2 separate regions of the Dromaius novaehollandiae genome follow, and region 1 is linked to region 2. A link is a contact called in public Hi-C data. All regions are on one chromosome and are shown on one strand. The core of a region is the stretch at or near the end of the contact, and the rest is flanking DNA. Distances in the headings are between cores, read along the strand shown. Region 1 overlaps NDFIP2 (Nedd4 family interacting protein 2). Region 2 holds the start of SPRY2 (sprouty RTK signaling antagonist 2).

Region 1 (4,263 bases), core at 761-3,260, 350 kb after region 2:
GTTTAACATGTACCCATGTTACAACAAATACGAACAAAACTGGCATGTGTGTTGTGAGTTTTCTATTTAAAAAAAGAAAAAAAAAGAAAAGCACCAACAACAGCAACAAAATTTTACTCCTCAGGAAAAAATAGGAGCACTTCAGAATTCAAAGAAAAGTAACATTGTAATTGACTGCCTGTAATGTATAAAAGAGATTCCTTTTTTTCCCTTAATCACACTGTTAGACTATACTCCAAGAAACAACTTTTAAGTTGTATCTAATTTCCATTTCAGGTACATATAGTAGTATTTGACCCATCAATTTAATATGCAAAAGCGATTTCCAGTGTTCCGCATAAGTGAGATGACAGGGCTGTCTGCAGAAGTTCATTGCTGTTCTGAGAGGTACAGAGACAAAGTTGATCAAATACAATTCTTCACATTTTAAGACTAAAATCTGTGTAAAGAGTTTCTAAGAAAGATGCAAGGAATATTGTCAAGTGCAGAAGTTAGTGATTAGAAATCACTTAAAGAGACCTCAAAAAAGAGCTGACTAGCTGCGCAGTAATCCCACAGGCGCTCATACTAACAGTTATACCATGGCTAACACTAGCTTTATTCCAATAATATCTCCAGGAAGATCTGCAGACTTCACTCAAACACCTAGTCAACACTAACAGAAAATACACTAAAACTTCAGACTTCACAACTGGCAGAGAGTTCTCATCTGATGAACTCTCATCTCAAAAGCAGCAGAAGTGGACTTATGATACATTAATGGAAAAAGCAAAATATTTATTGAAGCCAGCAATGCAACTGTAATTATACTAAATTAAAATATTCATTTGAAGAACATGTGCAAGTGCAATTTGCTTTACAGTTGTTTTACTAATAAACAAATTATGCCAACAGCAGTCTGTTTCATATGAAACTGGGTATTTGGAACTCATGGTACTACACTAAGGTAGCAAATTAAGAAGGATGGGCATCTGTCTGTGCAGGCATGTATAATGAAGAATAAATGAACAACTGGCTGAGTGCACAACAAGAACATAAAAAAAAGAAGGGACATGAAAGTGGAAAGGATACGGTAAATAGAGAAGATACAAAAGGTAAAAGTATCCTGGGAAGTTCAGAGGAAAAAGATGATAATCACAAGAGGAACCTGGGGTGGGTGAAAAAAACACCGTGGAACACACACAATACACTGGACTGGACAGTTTGTGGTGGCTGTGCACATATTCCAATCACCTTCTAAGGTAATTAGGAAATTTTTCCCATGTTGACAGATTGCTATATCCAAAACAAGAGATTAATCAAAGACAGAGATTAATCTCTTCAAAAGTACAAGCAGCAATAGTAAGTGCACATGATGAACTTACAAGTGAACAATGTTAACGACCTCACAAGAACTAATACAGCATATTATGGGAGAACACTCTCTAAATGGGGAAGACAGGTAAGAGTCTTCTTATGGTAGAATAGCACATTAATAAAACCACTTCCTCACCTGTTGCCATCATCCAACAGGAAGGCAGTGGAACTCAGGAAGAGTAGAGTGCTGAAACAAGGTTAAAGGGTTTTACAGGAGGAAGATTACATTCATACTCCAGGTGAGACAGAGTGAAAGCTTGGAGACAACCTTCTCTCCTCAAAACAGTCATCTGCACAGGAAAAGTTAGTGATGGATCATTTCCAAAATGTGTTAATAAAGCTGCTGGCTACTTGAATCATATTCAACATGTCTGTCTTCCTGTGGTGTCCACATCAATGAAAATAGACAAGGAAAACTACAGAATTTAAGTTACACAAATTAAATGGAATCCCCCTCCCTCATTTCACTCCAAACTTCAAAGTTTTATTTGCATTCATACAAAATCTGTTTACAGTCAACTCCTCTGTGACACTGGGGCAGTGGGGGGGGGGAGGGGGCTTCCCCCCCATCTCCAAGTAAGACACAAAGCAAAGCTGGCCAGGTGTCTCTAAACCACAGAGCCAGCTGCTCCTAACCAAGCTCACAGGAAATAGCAAGGAAAATATGCAGCATTTGACACATCTGGAATAGATTGCACAGTCTTTGAAAACAGCGTCCCAATTCCCTTCCTCCTGCTGATGAGATTTCAGGCTACCAAACTGCTGCATCAACTATAGAGGATTAGATAACATGTACATTTTTAACCCAAATCGTCTCTCTGTCTGAAGGAGAATTCTTCCAAGCTAGCCCAGAAAAAAAACAAGTATCTGGATGAAGCATTCTGTAAAGTGTTAGTGGAGCAAATGGAAATAAAGCAACTGGAAGACTGCTATTTAATTTGGGAAAAAATTCATACAGTTGGAAAATAATACTAGCTAACATTGGTAAATATAAAAAAGGAATCAATATTGCATGCCTGGCACACTTGTATTAACTCATTAAGAGAAATGTCCTTACAGTATGCTCCAACAAAACATGAGCTGAAAAGGAAAAGAGAACAGAGGATTGGTTAGTATTTAGCCAATTTGTTTGTAATTCCATGTTAACACAAACATTGCAGTGTGTAGTTTTCAATGTGAAGTGCAAAAAACCAAAAAGCAGAAGTCTTACTTAGCAAAACAAAGCAATGTTTTATTATTTGCTTTTTCATAAGGACAATGAATGCAAAAGAACATAGAAAAAGAAAAGGTAAGTATAGAGGGAAATTCCAATCAGATATCGAACATAATACTGAACTTTTTTCCCCATGAAAAGCTGAGAAGTGGAGGTGCCCCTTAAGTTAGTCTATAATCACTTTTAATATCTCTGAAAGATTAAGAAAATGAATAATGTGACCAGTTTATATATGCATTTTTAAACATTATAGATAAAAAATTGAATACAGCCCTAGCTTAACAACAACATAAACCTCATCATTTTTAACATTAGTAATAAAAAAAGCAGAATTCTAATATAAAAGGAAAAAAAACTGGAGGAAAGGATCTGCATCTTTTTCTTCCCAAAGGTGCAACCCATAACTACTGTATTTTGCAACTGAGATTCCAGTTGTACAAAGGATTGAGAGATGTATTCTCCTACTTAGGGAGAAGCATAAACTTCACAAACATTTAAGGAAATTCAATGTGCATGAACAGAAAACAGTAACCCTTAAGAGATGATATTTTTAAGAAAGTAATGGTATAACTTAAATGAGTACGGGGAGAAGTGTAACACAATTTTTCCACTTTCAGAGTCTTAAAAATATGATTTTTCCCTTCATAGATTATTTCCAAAATTACCTTGAATTTAAACTGATTTTTATGAAGTGACAATGTATTTACTCTAAACAAACATTGTAAGATACCTGTATGAACTTTTTTTGAGAAGACTCCCAAAGGGGATGTTGTGTTTGTATTGAACTCAAGACTCTAAAATAAAGCCAGTGTTATAAACCAGGAAATGCATGTGCAATACTCTGTTTTAGGAACAAAGGTGCACCTACAAGGATCCAACTGCATAATCATGGACTAAGGATACACAGCTGCCCATCCCTGCTAACATGAATAAATATCATCTTTTAACAGGATTAGGCATATGAATAAGGACATTCAGGCTCAGGCCAAAATCAATTAATAGAAATTCATGTGAGCAAACTTAGGATGAGACAATTCAATGCCTTTACGTCCAAAATTCTACCTAACAGTAACTATATCCTTAATAGACGTATCAACAACAACAAAAAATATAGGTAGCTCATATGAAGATTAAACATAATTTAGAGGATATGCTGTTACAAAATATATTTTGACATTTCCTAAGAAGCAATTTAAACAGTAATTTATGCAGAGTTATTTACAGGGGACTCAAAGTGATCTATCAGTTTTAAGCAAACCAGTATATTGGTTTGAATTTGATAAAGTATTGATGAATACAAGTTTGTGATAACAAGGAACTTCAGGTTTTAGTAAACTTAACAAAAGAGTTCTACACAATCATTAGATGAATCTAAATTATATAAAAAATTGTCTGATCTGGTTAATCTGAATCATCTGATGCATTCATTTTTACTCAAACTTCAGATCAGTAAGTCAGTGGTACATACGTGCTGTAAAACAAATTACCACTTAAATCTTTCAGATATAACAAACACAGATTAACCAAGTCTGACTATACTTAATCTACTATACTAACAGATGATTTGTTCTTACTTCAATACTATCCTCAAAGCACATATGCAAATGTGCTGAAAGAAAAGGCAGTAATTATAAATATTTACTAGAATGACCAGAACTGGCACTTGACCATAAACCATCCTGGCCCTCATTTCT
Region 2 (4,360 bases), core at 1,714-4,213:
TGCATTAGCTCATGAGATAATGCACAAAATGTTCCAAAAGTCAGTAAATTCACTGCACTTTCATTCCCTTGGGAGAATCAATTCCTTATGAATGAACTCTCTTTCCTGTTACAAAGAAAAAGGGGAAAATACTGTATTTTTCAGGTCCTGAGTCTGAAAATTAAATCAAGTAAAATTTTATGAGACAATTTCAAGATGCTGCAGAAAAATTCCCAACTACTTCAGATGGGTCTCATGTCGTAGCCCTCACTCTGCCCAAGTGCCTGAAGTCCCTGGAACTGCTATTCTAACATGTCCTGCATATGTATAAGGATATAAACATCAGGATATATGTGTATGTATATACAATATGTGTGTGTATATAGATAACAGATATACATATATATACACACATGCATATATATAACAGCTACATTCCTCTGCTGAGAATGAACTCAAGACCTTCATATCCAAAGAACAAGGTCTTCTGCTTGGGTTAAGCAAAAAATCATGCAGTGATTAGAGCAAACCACTAGGGGAAACATAGTCACATGCATTAAGCCACAACCCATTACAAGAAATGTGAAATGCGAATGATATATGTCATCCTGCAAAATCCATCTCAAGGAATCATCAAATTAAAGGACTGAGAATTCAGTTTTGAGGTTTCCATATGAAAAAAGTGTGCACACTTGTTTTCGCCTATTTGTGCAGTGTTATTGATTACCTGCCTGCATGTTGCATTCGCGAACAAACCTTTGCAGGTTTGGTCTTTCTCTTTTGAACTCAGCAGAACTAGGATGCCGTATGCTGCTGCTGCTGCTTTTTTTCTAAGTTGCTGCTTCACCATTTTGCACACATGATTGGCTCTGAGAATAAAAATAACTTCACTGATTTCATATCTGCTATTGGGAGTACTCACATACGTTAAATGCATACACTTGTACTTGAGAACTGGCACATAAATTGTACTACTGACAGCCAAATTAAAAAATAGCATTATGAACCTTCCGGTTTATACACTATTTATATACTCAGTTTTTACACCGAGAAATAGTCTAACAGACCGTTCCCATGTGTATCGGCTTGCACAAAGAGTTATTTACCTATTTTTGTCTTTAGTATGTGGGAGGAAGTGATTTTTCTCTCTTTCCACAGTTAAGTGAAACGAGCATAGTGTCCATTTCCTAGGTAGGTGTATTTTAACCTATACTTATCCCCTGGATTTCCTCGCTGAAAGCGCCCGTACCCTGAACAGACACACGCCTCTGAAGACGTGCGGGTCCGTCCACTCCCCGCTAATCCGCAGACACGCTCCGCCGCGTAACTTCAAGCAATTCGAGCGGGGGAGTCGCCCGCGCCCCCTCCCGCTTCATTTCCGCGCAGGGCCGCGGGCTTTTCCTCGTCGCTCGCCCGGCTGCACAGGGCGCCCCAGCCGCGCCGCGCAGCCTCCTGCCGAAACACGCGCAGCTGCCCCGCGGGCACGACCCCCCCCCCACCGCTCCCCGCGCCGCTGGCGCGCAGCAGCGCGGAGGCAGCCGCGAAGGGGCCGCGGCTCGGGGCGGTGCTCACGCACCTCCGCCCGCTGCGCGGCCCTGCGCGCCCTCCGCGGCCCCCTGCGCCCTGCGCTGCCGGCGCCGCGCTCCCTCTGGCGGGGAGCGGCCTCCATTCATCGGGAGAGCTCAATGAAACTCGGCCCTGGAAAATAATGCGCCTTCCGCTCAGAGTATTAGCCTGGACGAACTCATCCTTATACGTACGAAATAAGAAAATCTGAAGGCCGACGGGGTAATACAAGGCCCTTTTTTATTTTCAGATTTTATTTAGAATGGCCAACTCATTCAAAAAGTGGTAACTAGCAGGTGTAGAAAAGGAAGTGTCTGCAAATTGCCTCAAGTAGTAAAAAGAGCTTTTCTTTTTCTTTTTTTTTTTGCTCTGAGAATTGTTCATGTAAATAATGCAATGCATTACTGCTTTCCGCCTCGCGTGTATGTGAAGCAGTGCCACATGCGACACTGGTGTGTCGGTGCTCCGTGAGTGCAGACGTGGGCACCCCGTGCTGCATGCTCAACCGCACATGTGGGTGTAAGATGCCCAGGCAGCTCGACAGCGGCCCTGTCACTGATTTCAGCCAGCGCCCGTACAAAAGAGACCGGGCTGCTGCTGTGTCAGGAAACGCCCATAAGCCAAACAGTCACGTTCGTGAGCTGCCCGCAGCCCGTGTCCCACACGTGAATGTGAATTAATTAAAAGAAAAATTTTTAAAAAAGGCGAGCACAACCCCTCCGCGCACGAGAGGGGATCCCGGCCGCCGCCAAAGCCGCGGCCGCCCACAGGCGCCTGCGGGCCACGCTCCGCGTGGAGAGCACCGCGGGGCGCAGCCCCCGCCGCGGGCCTGCTCTGCCGTGGGAGCTGCCGCCCCGCGCCCCCCGCCCGGCCACGGGGCGCCCAGCGCGGCGGCGTGCCGCCTAATCGCGTTAATCCGCGGGACAATGCCCCGAGCAGTAACCCTCCCTTCTCACAGGCGTAGCCAGGGGCTGCTCACTGAAAAATCAATTTTTTTTGAGGGGGGGTGTTCAAAGTTTTATTCCCCGAGTTAAGAACCGAGGGGGGAGGGGAGCGGCCGGGCAGCGGGCCCCAGGCCCCTCGGCAGCCGGCGGCTGCGGGGCGAGCGTGCCTCCGCGGTGCCTCCTGCGGGGCGGCTCCGCTGGCGGTGCCGCGCGGCGCGGGCGCTGCGTGCCTCCGCGTAAACACAGCGGCACAAAAGCGGCCGAAGGGTCGTGTGAGCGCACACGCAGGAGGCAGAGCAGGCTGCGGCGAGGCCCCGGCAGCGGGGCTGCCCGCCGCTGCGCTGCGCTGCGCGGCCGGCGGACTGGCGCGGAGCGGCGGAGCGCGGCGGCAGCGCTGCCCTCTTGGTGCCTCCCGCGGCTCGGAGTGCTGGCAGGGCGCTGGGAGCGCCAGTGAATGTAGACCCGCAGAGCCAATGAGCTGGGACCGGATGCGATATATCCTCTGGGACAACAACTGCTCTGTTCCTCCTCAGATCCACATGACGCCATTTATTGCTGCTTTTGCAGAGAGATCACCCTACCTCCTCCGGAAAGAAAAAGAGAGAGAGGGAGCGAGCGAGCGAGCAGAAAAACGCCGAGCCCCTACAGCTCAGATCTCAAATCTTCCTCCTCCTCCTCCACCTCCTCCAAACACACAACAACAACCACCACCACAAATCCGCTGCGCTCCCAAAATACCCCCCCCCCCGACTGCAAACCACAGAGCTGCCTGCAACACACACACGCTCGCAGAGGGAGCGAGAAAGCTAGAGAGAGAGGGGAGAAGAGCTTGCAGCAAGCAGCTTCTCAGCAGAACGGCTACATTGCACAAGCTCAGTGGAAGAAAGCTTTGGGATTTTCTTTTAGATCCACTTTATTTTGTTTTCTTTGGCTTTCCCCTTCCTCTTGATCATTTGCAACAACAACAAAAAGTGACTTGGTATTGGCGATTCGGCCTTCTGTTCATTGAGAAAAAAGTGTGTGCGTGAGAGAGAGAGAGACAGAGTGATTTCTTTTTAGGAGCAAAGAAAACCCACCCCGATCCGGAGAGGTGTTTTTATTATTATAATACACACACACACACGCGTCTTTATAATCGATCTGGGGTGAGGGACCTAACTTTGCTCTGGACTTTTTACATGGTGATCATTCTTACTCTGACTTGCAAGTTGGACTAAAGCAGAGTTTGGAAAAGAATTTTTTTTTGCTTTAGGGCTGGATTTATTTGCAAACCGCAGGAAGAAGAAAATACAAGAGAGAGAGGGGTTTGGTGCAGCGCCGCGATCACGGTGAGAGCCTTTTCCTTCTTTGCAAAACAAGCTTTTTTCAGTATCCCCCCCCCCCCCCGGCTGCTCCAAGAGAACTCGTGGAAATGTTTGAGGCCGATCCCTTTTCCACTCGTACAGGTTCTCCCTCTCCCCCCCTTCCCCTCGCCTTCCTTTCCCGGAGAGGGGCTGGAGGTGGGATTTCGGAGCGGTTTCTCCCCCGGTGGTGGGCCGGAGGGAGGGTGGGCTCCGCTGGGTTTTGCGGGCTGCGCCGCCGGGGTGCCGGGCGGCGCGGGGGGCTGCGCGGGCGCGCAGGGGGGCGCGGGGGGCTGCGGCGTGCCCCGGGCTCCGCCGGCCCGGCTCGCTGCTGCCGGCGGAGCAGGCGGGGTCCCCAGGAGTGCCGCGGGGGGGTCGGGGGGTCGCGGGGCTGCGCGCCCGGGGCTGCCCGGCCGCGGCTCGGAGGAGGGCGAGCAAGCGGCGCGGAGATGGGTGGCTCACGGCGGGCCGTGGCGGCGCCGGCAGAGCCGGGCGGTTCGGAAGTGAGTTCACGTCTGGTATAAATATCTA

The links. A called contact is a pair of places that touch in the nucleus more often than the background predicts.
Region 1: a contact with region 2 is called in a Hi-C map of brain, with 5 times the contacts expected there. The contact joins the enhancer-like site here to the promoter of SPRY2 in region 2. A contact is called at or near these places in 3 of 4 Hi-C or Micro-C datasets (brain, liver and ovary).

What each region holds. Positions count from the first base shown.
Region 1 is chr1:172,229,096-172,233,358 of bDroNov1.hap1, forward strand. It overlaps NDFIP2 (Nedd4 family interacting protein 2), which reads right to left. Exons shown (of 8, transcript XM_026120826.2): 8 at 2,567-4,263. Among named protein-coding and RNA genes, the nearest start is that of NDFIP2, 46 kb to the right of the region's middle. Within about 2 kb of position 2,011, at least 1 of the 2 cell types and tissues checked has open chromatin away from gene starts, as enhancers often do.
Region 2 is chr1:171,878,344-171,882,703 of bDroNov1.hap1, forward strand. SPRY2 (sprouty RTK signaling antagonist 2) reads left to right here and starts at 2,964. Exons shown (of 2, transcript XM_026120899.2): 1 at 2,964-3,817.